Linked DNA regions of Mus musculus: region 1 is linked to region 2. Evidence: chromatin contacts called from public Hi-C data. All regions are on one chromosome and are shown on one strand. Each heading gives the region's core, a stretch centred on a gene start, on an enhancer-like site or on the middle of the called end of the contact. The rest is flanking DNA. Distances are from core to core; before and after follow the strand shown. Region 1 has its middle 330 kb from the start of Gm38772. Region 2 has its middle 320 kb from the start of Gm22828.

Region 1 (5,117 bases), core at 424-2,923, 700 kb before region 2:
CTGAGCAGCAATATCTCTGGGGAACGCAAATCATAAATTATTTTTAACTGAAACGACCACCCAGAATTATCATTTTTGGACAGAAATGCATCTAAGCAGATGGAGCACAGGTAGATACTCTAGTCATTGGAACAAATGCAGAATTGCAGTGGTGTGTGTGTGTGTGTGTGTGTACTGCTTGCTATCTATTGATCTGGTATTGTACAACATGTCAAAGACACCCTATAGAATATGCTCACTGAATAGAACTGCTTTCTTCTAAAATGATTTAAATATTTTTTGCTAAAACAGAACAGCTATTTCCAGGAAACAGTTTGCATCTGAAGTTACTTACGTTTCAGAAGACTTATTTGAAAACTAATCACTTTTAAAAATATAATTTTTTTTTCTGGCTAAAGCTTATTTTATTTATATTGATGATAAAAGTGCCTGCTAAATATATACTTTTGCATTGAAATGATAATAGCTAATGCTAATTTAACCAAATGAATTAATTGAGAAGACAAATACGTTTTCTGCTAATCTCAGTAACATTGTGGGCCTGGCAGGGGGGCTAGCCTATTTCTTCAGGCCATCTGTGAATTCCTCTGATATGTTGTGAACAGCAAATTGCGATCTGACTGACACTGATACACCCTCGTGAAGCATCTTCCACTCTATTACTCTGAACAAAACTGATTTCATGGTGTAAATACTTGTCTGCTTTCTAAAACAAATAATCCTAGTCACCCCGAAAGTGCCATCACTTCTGCCTCTCATATAACAACTGAATCATATTTTTATACTTTTAGAAACTTAATGTATTCCTTGAATTCTGTCAAATATGATAAAAATGAGAAAATCTCATAGAGTTGTCTCTCCATTTAGTAGAATGTCAGACATGAATCTAGAAAAACATTTAAAATATTACAACTGAAATAGTTATGAGTTACCCGATCAACTCAGATAAACTTGAGAATATTTTAGAGAATTTGCCTATACCTTATAAGGTACAAGTGGTAAAAGGTACAATATCAGAACATCCCTTACTTCTGAATTAATTAGAAAAATTTACCCTCTAGTCATTTTGCATATATTTGTATTGAAAATACTTCTCTAAGGAAGTATCAAGAAGAATGCCTTTTATAATGAGTGAAAGTTAATCTAACATAAAGGCATTATGTTTTAGACAAAACCTCCACTATATTTTAAAGCATTTTAAAATATTTGAGTGCTTCTGAAGCAAATGTGTTTCCTAAGAAGAGGAATATTAAAACATTTATATTACTTTAGAACGTATGCATTTTGAAAGAGTCATCACTCTTATTTGTATTTCTTTTAAAATGTTTTTGTAAAAGTATGATTTGTTTTGTAGATTATTTTCTTAAGATTATTTTTCCCATACGAGATCAGCTTAGGCATATATGTTGCTTGTTCTTAATAAAGCTTTCTATACATGCTAATCATGTCTTTCTTTCTTTATAACACAGAATATTACTGAGGACTCAAAACTAGTAAAGTTATAGAAATATTCCCTCAGTATTTTACTACCCTAAGGAAGTTAACAAAAGATATCTATTTTGAGCCCAATAGGAATCTGGCTGACCTTTCCCACTGACAGGGATACTGTCCAGGTTTGATGTGCTATATCAGAATGCAAAAAAAAAAAAAAAAAAAAAAAAAAAAGGCAACCTTCTGCCAAATGGACTGAGCCTGCGCCCCCCTGCCGCAATGAGCCTAGAATTATATAAACATACCTCCTCGTATGAATCTCAGCAGCAATCAGTTCCCATAACTTTTCCCCACCCACCAACTTAATCTGTCATGATTTGTTTGCTTACTTTGCTTCATTTTAATTTCTGTGATGGCATGGCTACCTGATCCCAGGACGGTTGAAAGCAAAAGAAAGAAAAAATGGGAAGAAATAATGTGATATTTTGGAAGGTAATAGATTTACATTTCTATATGATATCAGAAATTTTCCAACTGGAAGTACAGAATGCTTCAGACTTATTTCTCACTATCAGAAAGAAAATATCAATTCAAAGACTTTTATGCAAAATACATAGTAGCAAAATTCTTATGTGCATTGTTTTGCTTTGCAAGAGTGACATTGGATGATTAAAACTTGTACAAAATCTGTTACGAGCATCCATAAGGCAGGAGATTATACACTAAATCTGTGCAAGGACTGAGTCCAGCCATCAGCTTCATTTTAGAACATGCTTTTGTCTTAGAAAAACTGAAGTCTTAGCATTTGTAGTTCACTTATTCACTAGGACAACTATATTTTCTGTAGGTAATTTTAATTCTTTTATAAATTATACATCAAGATCATCTTTTTCTTGAGTATAGAATAAATATCTATTCATAGGAATAGGGCTCTGAAAATATGTCTAACTCTTTGGCCTTTCTTCACAGTATTGCCATTGATTTGTATCTTTCTCATTTTGCCCATCATATAGTTTCAGTCATAAACTATAAACACAGAATAGAACCTTATTGTCAACTTTTTGCTTAAAATATTCTATAATTTAGTCACTATGTCTGTTACACTTAACCAATTCCTCAGTTGTCATGATTTCAACGTTTCTTTGAAACATGACTTGAATTTCCTGAGTCATTTTCCACAAGACAAGTAAAACTACTGTATGCATAGTTTATATGTGTATATGTGTATGGTAAATAAATGAATAAGTATGTGAAAATATATAGATAGAAGGTAGACACAATTTAAATGAAGAGGTCAAGGGAGAAAATTGTTTTTTAACTGGGGCAAAAAAAAGTTGTAATTAGCAATTTGTTAATCTTAGAATTATTCCAGAAGGCTTATCTATAAACTGTCATAAAATTATTTTTCACCACAGTTTTCTCTAACATCCTAATGAAAACAAGACATATGTCTTTAAAGAATCAAACTTACTTCAAGAGATTTAATTATATCTAGATTTAATTAGAGATTTAATTATATCACACAGTTCAGGAATGCAGACTGGGTTGCATTTCCTTAAAGTTTGCCTCACACGGGCAATATTCATTTGATAATGAGGAATAACTTTCGTCCTGGTATTTCAATTTCTGTTGTTCTGTCTTCACAATGGGCCTGGTACTGGGATACTTTCCTGAGTCATCTGACTAATGACAGTGTTGATGTTTCTTGTTGCTGTGTGTTATATTTCTGTTCCTGGTATTGTGATAAAATATGGGAGGATAAACCTGTCTCCCAATTCCAGGTCATATCCCATCATCACAGGAGGTCAAGGTATCAGGAACTTGAAGTAGCTACTCACCTTACATACATAGACATGAGTAGAAGGTGATAAATTAATTTATTTTTATTTTCTCTACATTTATATTATCTGTGGTAGCCCATTCAGGGAATTTTGCAGCTCACAATAACCCAGGCCTTTTCATTGCAAAATAACTTGGTCCTCAACAGATATTAACACAGACCAATCTGATATAGACTGTCTCTTGCTAAGAGTATCTTCGCAGGTAATTCTAGTTTGTTTCAAGCTGAGAATTAAAACTAAATTTAATGCTATAAAATTTTATTTAACTAGCATGTTTGTATTCTCCTTTCTCTCTGAATTTAACTGTATTAATTTGTCATTATGGTCTCATAGATCAACATTCAGATACATGACCTCTAACTTAACAAAGATGTCTCTTAAAACACGATAGCTTAACAATTCATAATCAGCAATCTGAAATAACCAGTTATTGAAGCATTTACCTTTATACTAGATTATTGCACTTATACAACAATTATTTATTTAATATTTGATAATTATTGCATAGCACATATCACTGCAATGATAAGTTGCTCAAGGGGCATCAACAAATGTGAATCCAAAATCACTAGAAGGTAACACTTTTGTAGATACTTTTGATGGAGAAAATATTCTGGCTTTTTATTTTCATGTAAATCCTATATAGTCTTCTCAGAGTTCAAAGAATATTTAGTATTCAGTGAGCGTTCCATTCCATACATTTATAACATGAAGAGGTAGAAGAAAGCAAGGAATTAAAATACTCAACAACACTATTAGTATAATTATTGATAATAACTGATTTTACTTTAATTTTATGGTTTTAATTTTATGGTTTGGGGTAAAATTAGGCTCTCTCAGAACAGCCAATTAAAAACTCAGTCAATTATCTAGTTAAGCTTCTTCCTGAGTTATTATATGCTAGATTTTAACATATTACACCTTTCTCATGTGGTCCATTAAAATTATCTCTTATGGATCCATTTAATGTGTCTAATTTTATTTGTAGTATAAATAATTATATCAATTTACTCTTGCTTAGACTTAAGCTTTTCTGTTTGTTTCAATCTCTATACAGAACAGAGAGAGAAAATAAACATGGACATATTCTCTTATACTTTAACTCAACTAAATAAATATTAATGAGTCAGTGCTTTGTATTTCCTCAGAACATAACTGACAGTCATTGCTTCTCCTCTTAATTAACTGTCAAAGACACACTAAGAGTCTCATGGGGATTGGTAAGCTAGCTAGAAAAGTATCAATAAGTCTAAGTACAGGAGGAACAGTGATCTACCTACCTTGCCACTAGCAGCGCAACCCCTAAGAGCCCCACCAGCACTAAGCTTATTGATATGACGTTGTTATTTCATTCAGGGATAATATTTTTTTACTTAGTAAACATTATCATATAACCTGTTTTTTCTACAAACCACTAGTGTTTTACAATTGAGAAACTATAAACAAGAAATTTCATAATCACTGGTAAACAATCTATTAGAATTCAAGAACACAATTTCAAATTGAGTATTCATCTTAGTCTAGGGGAAAACAACAAGTCTAATGATATGGAAGTCTAATATCAATTTCTTGTTTATAACTAACTTTGACAAATAAATTTAATTAACTTTATTTTTATCATATTTAATCTGAATCCCTTTTTGAAAATATATAGTCACACCTATGCATTAATGACTTAAAATGATAACTTACCATTTGTATATTTTAAATATGATTTATTCACATATACCAGAAATCACTTCTTAATGAAATGAGATTTTTCATTATTAATAAAAGTTGGATAGAGCTTAGATTCACATAGAATGTCGAATTTATGAAAAATGATTTAATTTTTTTTTGTTTTCT
Region 2 (5,245 bases), core at 2,039-4,538:
AAAGAGTACTATACACAGAATCAACAAAATAACGAGCTGGTCCTCTGAGAAAATCAACAAAATTGATAAACCCTAAGGCAGACTAACCAGAGGGCATAGAGACAGTATCAAAATTAACAACATCAGGAATGAAAAGGGAGACATAACAACAGAAACCAAGGAAAATTTAAAAATCGTCAGATCCTACTACAAAAGCCTATACTCAACAAAAATGGAAAATCTCGATGTAATAGACAATTTTCTAGACAGATGCCACATAACAAAGTTAAATCAAAAGCAGGTAAACTATCTAAACAGGCTCATATCTTCTAAGGAAATAGAAAAATTCTTAAAAAACCTCCCAAGCAAAAGAAAAAAAAAAAAAAGCCCAGCCCAGGATCAGATGGCTTTAGTGCAGAATTTTACCAGACCTTCAAAGAAGATCTAACATCAAACTATTCCATAAAATACAAACAGGAGGAACCATACCTAATTCATTCTGTGAAGCCACAATTACTCTGATACCAAAGATAGCTGTTTAGTTTTTGTAATATAAAGATAACTAATGAATTCCATCCTTCCATTTAATATAAACTTTCCAAATGAGCTGTTAAATCAAATAAATAAATTATTTTTAGGCTACCAAATAAAATTTATATATACCATGAAACTTGTTACATTTGAAGCAATTAAATTCAAATCAGTCTCTGCCTTAAGAACATTGGTAATTCTAATATTTAACAATACTGATAAAACTAATAGTAACATGACATTTCCATGTTTTAGCAATTAAAATAATAATGAAATATAAATTCCATTTAATCTTTAAATATCTCATACTTCTTAAACATACCTATTCTTTTTTATTACACCTTTTATTTAATGTGTAAGTGTGCATGCACTGAGGTGACAGAGTAACCTTTAGACATAGGTTTTTGTTTGTTTGTTTGTTTTTTTTGTTTGTTTTGTTTTGTTTTTCCTTTGCCCATATAAATCCCAAGGACCTGACTCAGGTTGTCAGACTTGGCAGCATGCACTTCTATCCACTGGGCCAGCTCTTACGTCCAAACTGACTGTATCTTGATAGTATACTTGAAAGAACTGTAAACCACGAAGCATTTCTTCTTTCTGACACGCTTCCCCTCAAAATGTATCATGAAACACTTTATCATAAGATGACATATCTATTTGTTGTGGGTTTCCTTTTCTTTTGTGGTGGCAGAATAGAACTAGTACATAATTTAGAAATATAAACCTGAAAAATTTGGACATTTGTCAGTAAAGGCATTGGAGGCATTTTTGGCACATCTCACAGTTTGACGGATCTGACTACAAAACACACATTCATTTATTTATTTTATAAATTGAAGAAACCAGTGGCTCATGGACAGACAAGCTAGAATAGATATGGCTTGTCTAGGCAAAGAAGTTAATCCTCAGTCTCCCGTGATTAATGAGCAGTTTTTCTTTTGGGGTTTCAGAATGATTCTTTACTTTAAAATTGTTGTGCTTCTCCAACTGAGTTCATAAACTCAGTAGACTAAATTTTCCCAGAATTGTCAATTATAGATCAAGTCCACATCACTAAATCTGATGCATTTCTGCCCTTGCATGTTCTACAAAAATGTTCAGCACTCAGTCACATCGTCACTCTGTAGGGGAGTCAGCAGCAGATGCACTGATGACACACAAGGGGATTTCAGATCCAGCTGAGCTAAGGTTACCTGGATGACTTCCAATGCAATCTTGGAGCACAGAGAATGGAACTCGTCTGCCTAGTGACATGAACCACTCTAGAAGGTACTCAAACACCACGGTGCACCTCTTTGTGTTGAATACAGTTTAGGGCGATGAATACATATGCATAATACATTACATGTTGACTGGGATAGTTGCTTCCCTCAGGAACCATGAGAGCATGATCCTTGGATAAAAGCCTGTATGTACATGATTAGATTAGCAATCACAAACTTTTTTTTTTTTTTACTAACATTCCGTATCCATTAAGCCTTATATGGAAAACAAGTACTCTAAAGTATATTCAATAGCAAAACATTGTTATGACAAATAATGATCTGACATACTGCAATAGGCTTAATGTATACCCCAACATGTGTGAAACACTATTTTTTATAAGAAAGTATTTTGAAGTTGGTTAATATATAGTTAGTTGATGTAGTGAAGTCTACAAAATGATTACAATGTTTTTATAAAGGCCTATAGTGATACCATACACTCTTTCTGCCATGTGAACATAGTATAAATTAGGAGACTGTAATGTGGCAACTGTCTCTTGAATTCAGCCATGCTGAAATTTTGTTCCTATACTTTCAGATTCAAGAATTGTGGAATATTAATTCATGTAGTTTTAAGCCACCCCACCTACAGTGCTTTGTTTAATGCCCAACTCAATAGGACTTTGTCATGATAAATTTAATCTCTACAGAAGCTGGGCTTACTAGTCTTCTTTCACAGTAGTGATAATTAAGGAGAGAATAGTGGTCTGCGTAAAGTGACACAAGGCACAGAATTTGGGCTGCCAAATAGATGACTTCAATGTGTATATTATTTCACATTATCACTTGAAAATATCATTTACTTATATATGCTATAAATTTATCATAAGCAATGCACTTTATGAATATATCCAATCACTTAGCAATCCTCGGGGAAAAATACACATGCAAATGGCACTGTGGATACTTTTGGTAAACAAAAAGCTGGGTCGGTATAAATCAGGGATGACTAATTAAAAGAAAGATAATTGAGCATTAATATGATAACTTTGGACTGATGATGTACTCATTCACTATTGCTGTTCTCACAGTAAATAGCATTTATACCTTCAAAGTTACAAAAGCCGTTTGACAATATTCAGCATGTTTTGAAAGACCATTTACTGTGTCAAGTAAATGATCCATTATCTTTGTGATCACTTTTGTTTCATGTTCATATTATTTTATTTACAAGTTTTTGGAAAATTGCATAAAAACAGATGGCTGATTTTGAAAGTTTTGCCTCATGTAGGAAATGTATCTCTGTCCAGATGGACACCAGGTTTCAGTGCCAATATTGTACCTTTACCATATGGACAAGAGATTTATGGCAGAAAACACTGTGTTCAGTTTTATACCCCAACAAAGAGAATGTTTGATTAATTGCTACTCAAAATTAAATTTTGAATCAGAAAAAGGAGTAAAGTACAGACCACTTAAATAAAATATCAAAAACATCCACATCAAGATATCCCTGAATGCATAATTAGAATATATTTCTTAACATATTTCATATTTCAATTTGACAAACACAATTTTAGTAAGACATACTGAAGTATGATTACATAGAGTTAGTCATACATTGGGCAATATGGTCTATAGGTTTTATGAAAGTATCATAGTGATATTGAAGTAATCACCCAAATAAAGAGTGAAGATTCTATCATTCAAAATGAAGTCCTCATGAAATGTTCTATTGTGATGTATTTTATTCAAGTGTTAAAACAACAACATCTTATGAGATAAGCCTCATTCGGTATTGAAATATTGAAGTTATTTTTTAATTCTTAATTACCTTGGTTTTATTTATTAAAACATGAATTTTTGTGTTTACTTTTAGGGTTAATACTCCTCTATAATTTTACAGTCAATGTATTAATGGACTCATAATAATTAGAACTCCATTTTGATATCTGTGTTTATAAAGCTTTATATAGAAGTGACATTATCTTTCTGTAATATCTTCGGCAGCCATCTATGGTTAAGTCATCTAACTTTACTCTTAGGATGCTATCAACTTACATGTGCAACATATTTAATGAAGTAGGTTGTAAGCAGTCTAATTTTTTAAAAATAACTTTAAATATTTACTATAAGAAATCTTTCCATTTCATCAAATTTGTATTCAGATGGAATACATGCTCAATGTAATATTTATAATAGTACCTGTTACCTTTTAACCAAATATGCAATTTTCTCTGGTGTCATTTCTCTTACATATTCTAGTTTACTCTGGATTTTTGATTCTTGGATTGGTATTGAAAGACCCATAATGTGAGGACTCCCCCACGTTCTGACTCAGGAGAGGTGACACCCCAAAATCACCCACAAGAAACGGTCTTGCTGCAAACTGCAAGAGGATTTTTATTCAAGAGCTCTCTCCCGCCCACGGTCATACACCACCCAGGGGTAGAGGACCGTGGCACACTGAGTAGCTGGGTCAGGGGGTATTTAAAGGAAGATACCACAACTCAAGGAGGTGGGAAGGGCGTTGTTGGAAAATACCAAAAATACCAGTTAAGAGTCACAAGTAAGTGCAAAGTCACAGGAGTCACGAGGAATACCTGGTAATTGTGAGGGTTATTTCTCAAGACAGTTTCTTTCTTTCTTTTTTTTTTTTTTTTTTTTTTTTTTTTTTTTTTTTTTGGTTTTTTGTGGGTTGTTTGTTTGTTTGTTTGTTTTATTTGTTTTTTTTTCTTTTTTTATTACGTATTTTCTTCAATTACATTTCCACTGCTATCCTAAAAGTCCCCCCCCCCACTCCCCTACCCACCCATTCCCATTTTTTGGCCCTGGCATTCCCCTGTACTGGGGCATATAACATTTGCCTGACCAATGGGCCTCTCTTTCTAGTGATGGCCGAATAGGTCATCTTTTGATACATATGCAGCTAGAGTCAAGAGCTCTGGGGTACTGGTTAGTTCATAACGTTGTTCCTCCGATAGGGTTGCAGATCTCTTTAGCTCCTTGGATACTTTCTCTAGCTCCTCCATTGGGGGCCCTGTGATCCATCCAATAGTTGACTGTGAGCATCCACTTCTGTGTTTGCTAGGCCCCGGCCTAGTCTCACAAGGGACAGCTATATCACTGTCCTTGCAACAAAGGCTTGCTAGTGTATGCAATGGTGTCATTGCTTGGAGGCTAATTATGGGATGGATCCCTGGATATGGCAGTCTCTAGATGGACCATCCTTTTGTCTCAGCTCCAAACTTTGTCTCTGTAACTCCTTCCATGGGTGCTTGTTTCCAATTCTAAGAATGAGCAAAGTGTCCACACTTTGGTCTTCGTTCTTCTTCAGTTTCATATGTTTTACATATTGTACCTTATATCTCGCTATACTAAGTTTCTGGGTTAATATCCACTTATCAGTGAGTACATTTCATTTGAGTTCTTTTGTGATTGGGTTACCTCACTCAGGATGATGCCCTCCAGGTCCAACCATTTGCCTAGGAATATTATGAATTCATTCTTTTTAATAGCTGAGTAGTACT

What was found. A called contact is a pair of places that touch in the nucleus more often than the background predicts.
Region 1: a contact with region 2 is called in a Hi-C map of cerebellar granule neurons, with 4 times the contacts expected there. The contact joins two enhancer-like sites. A contact is called at or near these places in 3 of 484 Hi-C or Micro-C datasets (cerebellar granule neurons and cerebellum).

What each region holds. Positions count from the first base shown.
Region 1 is chr6:20,637,042-20,642,158 of GRCm38.p6, reverse strand. No RefSeq gene overlaps it. Among named protein-coding and RNA genes, the nearest start is that of Gm38772, 330 kb to the left of the region's middle. Within about 2 kb of position 1,673, at least 2 of the 459 cell types and tissues checked have an H3K27ac peak or open chromatin away from gene starts, as enhancers often do. A contact at or near this core is called in cerebellar granule neurons and cerebellum, where this site is marked.
Region 2 is chr6:19,942,339-19,947,583 of GRCm38.p6, reverse strand. No RefSeq gene overlaps it. Among named protein-coding and RNA genes, the nearest start is that of Gm22828, 320 kb to the right of the region's middle. Within about 2 kb of position 3,288, at least 2 of the 459 cell types and tissues checked have an H3K27ac peak or open chromatin away from gene starts, as enhancers often do. A contact at or near this core is called in cerebellar granule neurons and cerebellum, where this site is marked.